Linked DNA regions of Mus musculus: region 1 is linked to region 2. A link is a contact called in public promoter capture Hi-C data. All regions are on one chromosome and are shown on one strand. Each heading gives the region's core, a stretch centred on a gene start, on an enhancer-like site or on the middle of the called end of the contact. The rest is flanking DNA. Distances are from core to core; before and after follow the strand shown. Region 1 overlaps Zdhhc20 (zinc finger, DHHC domain containing 20). Region 2 has its middle 14 kb from the start of Lats2.

The links. Capture Hi-C pulls out chosen DNA fragments and counts their contacts.
Region 1: a contact with region 2 is called in a promoter capture Hi-C map of adipose tissue. The contact joins two enhancer-like sites. A contact is called at or near these places in 3 of 39 promoter capture datasets (the C10 cell line, embryonic stem cells and stem cell-derived epiblast-like cells), 1 of 484 Hi-C or Micro-C datasets (epidermal suprabasal cells), 1 of 115 datasets of contacts at active chromatin or transcription factors (effector CD8 T cells) and 3 of 9 other capture datasets (adipose tissue, liver and pancreatic islet).

Annotation. Positions count from the first base shown.
Region 1 is chr14:57,880,729-57,884,040 of GRCm38.p6, reverse strand. The region is part of intron 1 of Zdhhc20 (zinc finger, DHHC domain containing 20); the gene reads left to right. Among named protein-coding and RNA genes, the nearest start is that of Zdhhc20, 8.0 kb to the left of the region's middle. Within about 2 kb of position 2,045, at least 122 of the 459 cell types and tissues checked have an H3K27ac peak or open chromatin away from gene starts, as enhancers often do. A contact at or near this core is called in adipose tissue, where this site is marked.
Region 2 is chr14:57,758,628-57,762,230 of GRCm38.p6, reverse strand. No RefSeq gene overlaps it. Among named protein-coding and RNA genes, the nearest start is that of Lats2, 14 kb to the right of the region's middle. Within about 2 kb of position 1,655, at least 58 of the 459 cell types and tissues checked have an H3K27ac peak or open chromatin away from gene starts, as enhancers often do. A contact at or near this core is called in adipose tissue, where this site is marked.

The DNA of each region.
Region 1 (3,312 bases), core at 796-3,295, 120 kb before region 2:
CTTAAGGAAAGAAGGCTTAGGAAAAAGGTGGAAAGAAGAAAGGTTCCAGTTTTGTAGAGAAATCGAAAAAAGTTGGCAGACTTAAGAATCTGTCTGCCGGGCTGGTGAGATGGCTCAGCGGTTAAGAGCACCGACTGCTCTTCCAAAGGTCCTGAGTTCAAATCCCAGCAACCACATTGGTGGCTCACAACCATCTGTAACAAAAATCTGATGACCTCTTCTGGAATGTCTGAAGACAGCTACAGTGTACACACATATAATAAATAAATAAATAAATAAATAAATAAATAAATAAATCTTAAAAAAAAAGAATCTGCCTGCTACCTGTAAGTGTCTATATTAGACTCAGGGATTCTGGGAAAGAAATATCCAGTATCTCATTAAAGAACTGATTATTTCTTCTGTTTCTTGAGCATGACTAAAGTGTGAGTGGGGTGGGCCCTTAGCCAGCGACTGAACCAGCTCAGCTTGAATGTTAGGTCTCCGCCCAGGCCAAGATTCCATTTCTACTCTTAATAGCATAGCTTCAAGAAAGAAAGAAATACAGGTTCTTACTGTGTAGCCTGGCTAACCTGGAACTTATCTGTAGACCAACCTGGCGTTTTCAGCTCACAGAGATCCACCTGCCTCCATCTCCTGAGCAGTGGGATCAAGATTGTGTACTAACACACCCTGATCTTCAGCAGGTTCAAACTTTGCTTTTTCTTAGTTTTGTTAGGTATTTAAAACAGTATATATATTTTAATTATATATTCTAGTTAATGGGGAAGTATATTGGCAGTGGAACAGAATGTGGTATTTAGAAATAGACAATCCTTACAAAAATCTAGAATGTGGTAAAGGTAGTGCCTCAGATCATGGAGGAAAAGATGGGACAACTGGTAAGAGACCACAGTAAGAGAGAAGCAGACCCGTGCCTCACTGTTCCAGGGTTTGATTACACGTGGGTAAATCTCATTTTCCTTCCTGTGTTTCCCTTGATTATAATCTGTCTTGCTTCTGAGGCGCTGTAGTGGAAGCTAGGCCTAGTGCCTGCTTTGCAAGACTTGTTCCACTGGCCTTGTACTTTGACTAGTGAAGGATAAATGGAAAGAGTTCCCTGTGGCCTCACCCAGATTTGCTGCATGTTGTTTCTCCCTCACTGCTTCCTTTAGTCATCGTCTCCTGAGTGTTTGAGAGTAAGCTGTGCATGCCATTTGCCTTCACTGTAAATGTTAACATGTTTGCCAAAGCTTTTGTACATTTGTATTGTATTTGAGCATATACTCGTTTGTCCCCAGACAGTTCATTTCTGCTGTTATGTTTGAACCTTAAATGAGAGAAAACATTTGTCATTCTGTGTTAGCTAATTTGTATAATGTGATTATCTCCATTTCTGTAAACAGCATAACTTTGTTCTTTCTCCTGCTTCACCATCCAGTCAGGGTTACACATTAAAGATGGACATGGTAGTTCATGCCTGCAGTCTCAGCACTCAGGCAGAGACAGGATTGTGAGTTCAAGGCCAACTTCTGTGTAGTGGCTCAAGAGCTCTTTGAGTTGTGAGTTATGTAGTGAGTACAAGGCCAGTCTCTACTACATAGTGAGTTCCCATCTCATAGAACAAAGTTGGTTGTGAGGATGCATAAGAACCTTGGTTTGAGCCACAAATCTGCAAATAAAAAAGGGGGGACTCACAAATTATAGCTGTCCTTTAGTGCCTTTAGTGAAGTGTAACTGTGGCATTTTTAAAATCACAGGCATGCTGTGTAGGATGTCCTTCAGTTTGGTTTCCTTATGATTAGATAGAGTAGCCTGGAGCAGGAGTGCTACAGAAATGATGCTGTGTCACTTTTTAACTCTGTTCACCACTTGAGATGATGTGTGCCAGGTTTTTCATCTGTTAAAGGTGCAATTTTCCTTTTTGTCAGTGTTCTGGTAGGCTTGAATTCCACCGAGCAGATTTGCCTTCTAGGAAGGACTGCTCAGCTGTGGCAAGCGTGGCCAGCAGGCTACAGCCAAGCTCTTTCTGTGTGACTTGCCTCACCCAAGGTCACATCCTTCCTGGCACAGTCTGCCTGCAGTGAGAGAGCTGGAGCTGAGCTGCTCCCTGCAGAGTTCCCTGCTGTGTCACTGCAGAACCTCTGCTGTACTTACAGAGTGTTGTTCCCTTGGCTCTGTCCCACAGTACGTCACCTTTTTGTCCTGTTACATTCCCCAGAAAATAGGTGGCACCTCAGTACAGGGGAACGCCAGGGCCAAGAAGTGGGAGTGGGTGGGTGGAGGAGTGGGGGGGGGGGTATAGGGACTTTGGGATAGCATTGGAAATGTAAATGAGGAAAAATACCTGGTAATAGTAATAATAAAGTAAAGGCTGTTAAGGGCAGGCCTTGTTGGCTACATTTGTGACGGTTTGAGATCAGCTTGTAAAGTGCTTGCCTAGAGCGCATGTAACCCTGGGTTTGAGTCTTAGGACTCTAAACAGAATGTGGTAGTGCTTACCTCAAATTTCAGTATTTATCCTCAGCCATGCAGAGTGTTCAAAGTCAGCTTGGGCCACTGGAGAACCCTGTCTGAAAAACAGAAACTGTAGGCATCAGTTATAATTAAAAACATTAGTGTAGACTTCTGAGCTATTTTATCTTTAAAGTTGCTTATACAGGCTGGAGAGGTGGCTCAGTGGTTAAGAGCACTAACTTTCAGAGGTCCTGAGTTCAACTCCCAGCAACCACACCATGGCTCACAACTACCTGTAATAGGTTCTGATGCCCTCTTCTGGTATGTCTGAAAAGAGCTACAGTGCACTCATATAAATAAAATTAAAAAAAAAAAAAGTGCATACACAGGCCAGGCATGGTGGTACAGATCTTTAATCCCAGCACCTGGGAGGCAGAAGAAGGAAGATTTCTGAGTTCAAGGCCAGCCTGGTTTACACAGTGAGTTCCAGGACAATCTAGTCCTAGACTAGATAGACTGTTTTAAACAGGAACAAAAAAAAGTATACATAGTGGGCTGGAGAGGTGGCTCCCCACTTAGAGTACTGATGCTCTTCAGAGCCAGTTTGAAGCCACATGAATACAGCCAACCATGCACACTTCCAACCATGCACACTTCCAACCATGCACACTTCCAACCATGCACACTTCCAACTCCAGAAGATTTTGACTCCTGACCTCCAAAGACATGAGCTGTGCCTGTGGTCTATAGACATATTGCAAATACAGCACTCATACACAAAATAGTATTTTAAAGTACATAAACTGTAGAAGTTCATCACCAAGAGAAAAGGATGTGACCTGTTGACATACTAGACTGTCATTTACTAGAAAATTC
Region 2 (3,603 bases), core at 406-2,905:
TAAGTCCTTCCCTCCTTAGCCACTTTTGTCAGGTGCCTAGTCACAGCAACACCCGTTCTACATAACACTCTGTCTGCGTATCAATGCACACAGCGTCTCTGACCAGCCTGAGACAATAAAGAAGGCTTCTCTCCTCCTATCTGAGAGCCACTCCAGGTCTTTCCCTCCCTGGTACTTCTGCAACCCAAACCTTGGATTTGGGAAAACACAATCCACTTTCACAAAATCCAGTATTGCCTGGCTGGTCTCAAACTCCTGATCCTTCAACCCTGGCGTCCCAACTGCCATGCCCAATTCCCTGTTGTTTTATCTTAACTGTGTATTTTGGTTGCTTAGAAATGTTAAAGTTGCCAGGCGTGGTGGCCCACACCTTTAGTCCCAGCACTTGGGAGGCAGAGGCAGATGGACTTCTGAGTTTGAGGCCAGCCTGGTCTACAGAGTGAGTTCCAGGACAGCCAGGGCTACACAGAGAAACCCTGTCTCAAAAAACCAAACCAAACCAAACCAAACCAAACCAAACCAAACAAACAAACAAAGAAATGTTAAAGTTGTATGCATTTACCATTCAATTAGAAAACTTCAGGGTGGGGGTGGGGGTGGGGGTGGGAGGAAAACAGCAGTGAAGCCAAGCCCCAGAGGTTGAATACACTCTGCCTTTTCTTAGCGTTTGTCCTATTGCCATCAAGCACCCGGTAGTTTAGAGTTGCCTTCAACCAAATGTCAGTTAATTACACAGTCACGGAATCTCAGTACTTCACACTTATCCAATGCAGTTCAGTGAAGTGGATGGTGCTTCTGATAACACAATAGAAATTAGATACTCGGGTGAAATTATAGTTCTCTGAGGCTAATTTGGGGGTGTGATTTTTAAATGTGTTTCCAGGCCTCTGGACCTGTGTTTGAATGACTTGAGCTGTCCCAGCACTGACCCCGCATGAGGTCTGTGCTCCTTGCTGGCGTTCTCTCCACAGTAGCTCCATTCAAGCTGTAGGTTCCAACTGGGCCCTCAGTTACTGTGCGATGCCTTCTGGGCACTTGAACCTTTGTTTGTATTTTGCTCTGAGCTTCTTGGTGGGTTGCTCTATAAAAAGCATCTGTCATTATTTCTTTTCTGTGTGGGACTCCCCCTCTCCCCTCTTCAGCTTATTCCATTCACTCTGTTCCAGTTCAATGGATCCCTCTGGCTGACATTCAGTCCTCTCCGATCTGACTAAATGACTAAACACCTACCGAAACAAAGTCTTGCACCAGCAGAGGGTTCTGGCCATTGCCAGGAAGATAGCCACAGTGGCTCTCATTTGCTCAGTGGACCCAGGAAGGCAGGTTCAAATATGAAACCTAGTTTCAAGGGAGCCTGGGCACCAACCACTGTTTTGTCTGCTCTATTTTTTGACAACTTGTAGGTAATGACTTCATTGCAAATTAACGTTCAGTGAATGATCCATTGCAAATAGCTGCCAGGGAATTCTGGGGGCCTTACCCCTCATGCTGGCATGTGTCCTCAGTCAGCCCACTTGGCACAGACCACGATGCCTATTAGATAGGAGGGCTGTTTCCTGGAGAAAAAGGGCAAATTCCTCTCAGCATTCCTTGTGGTGTGAGGAATGGCTTCTCAGAAGGAAGGAATTGCAATCATCCGACCAGTTTGCTTCACCCAGAGTCTCAATTTCCTGACATTCTGCAAGTTTTTCAATGACACATACTGTGAGCATGTGCACTGGAGAAGTTGGGTGCTGCCCGAAGCATTCTGTAAACACCATGCTGTGGGAACTCCTGCCCAAAGGGACCCTGAGGTGTGAGTTCCCACACATGTGGATCATTTTAATGTAACCTAAGCTGGCCTTGAACTCACAATCTTCCTGCTTTGACCTCCTCAGCATTATAGAGATTCTAGGCCTACATTATCAGGCCTGGCTTGGACTGGACGACTCTTAGCAAAGTACAGGACAAGCAGAGGACTTGCTTGTCTTTGATCAGTTCAGCTAACGATACAATAATATAAACACAAACCTATCAAGGAAGGAAGGAAAGAATAAAGGAGAGAGGGAGGGAAGGAAGGAGGGAAGGAAGAAGGAAAGGCAGGAAAGAGGAAAAGGAGGAGGGAGGAAGAGAGGGAGGGAGAGAGGAACGGAAGGAAGGGAAGGAGGAACAGGAGGGGGTAAGAAGGAAAGGAAGGGAGGGAGGCAGGAAGGGAGTGACATAATGTTATGGGTTCCCAACAGGTCACATTGTGTATTTCTAGTCTAACCTGTGCGTCCTGTTTCCTATCTCTGCATACTAGTTATCCGTGAACCAGAACCCCAAATTTCAGATCCTCCACAACAGGGTTCTCCTCTTGCCAAACAAAATACTTGTCAGGACTAAAAATGGTTTAAAATTAACTCCCCAGCTGCAGTCGTGACGTTCAGTTGGTGGTGTTCCTTTCTAAGGCTCGGGAACTTCCATTCAAAGTCCCCAAATTCTTTAGCATTCCTTGGCATGTACAGCTTGTAGGATTTAATATAGCGTAATAGACTTATTTAAAAAAAAACTATTCAAAAGCTACAGGATGTTTGTTGTAACTGTGCCTTACTTAAAAATCACCAAAATTGCCCTTTTTTAGAGGCTGTGTTCATAACTTCCAAGAACACGAAGCTCTGGGCTGTAATTGGCAGCACATGGGCCATCGCCTTCTGTACAATTCCATTTCCTCCTTCAAACTTGCTGCTAATAATTTGATTCATAAGACTGACTATTCACGGAAAGTTTCTAACCTCCCTTCTAGAATGTTCTTTCAGCTCTCAATGCTAAGCTTCTCTTGGATGAACGGTTTACTCAACACCTACTCTCCACCAGGGGTTTCTAGCTTGACCTCTTGACACTAGAGACAGCTGTGGATCTCTGCTTTACAGATGAGAAAAACAACATCCTAGAAGCTAAGAACTTTGGTCACCATTCCACTACTGACTGGTTGTGTTGGCTCCAAAGCTGGGATGGGTGGTATCCTTCTAGACATGCCTGCCTCTCAGACTAAAGGTCAGATACCACATGCCTCCATCCAAGGTCAGGGCGGCTCTTATTGAAGAGGGTGGCAGGAAATTTTATATATATGTGTGTGTGTGTGTGTGTGTGTGTGTGTGTGTGTATGTATGTGTGTATATTTAATGTGTGTATGTGTGTATATATAGAAGAGGGCATCAGATCATATTATAGATGGTTTTAAGACACTATGTAGTTGCTGGGAATTGAACTCAGGACCCCTAAAAGCGAAGCCAGTACTCTTAACTGCTGAGTCATCTCTCGTCCAGGGAGGAAGTATTTAAAGGTGACATAAATGAGGTTGTTTTTTTTTGAGAAAAGAGAGAAAAGATTATTAAGAACAAAAGCCATACACGTGGAAGGCAAGGGTGCTGTTGTACAAATGAATCCTGGTATTCAGGAAGCTGGGGCAGTAGGGTTATCTTAAATTTGGGGCCAGTCTGGGCTACAAATTTATACTTTTGTCCCAAAAAGCCAAACCAAACAAACAAAAATCCATATGGAAAATGACAACTTTCTTGGGCAACTGACCTGACCATGAGCCCACACTACTGGCCTTATCGATCCTTCAGCAGCCTGCTCATT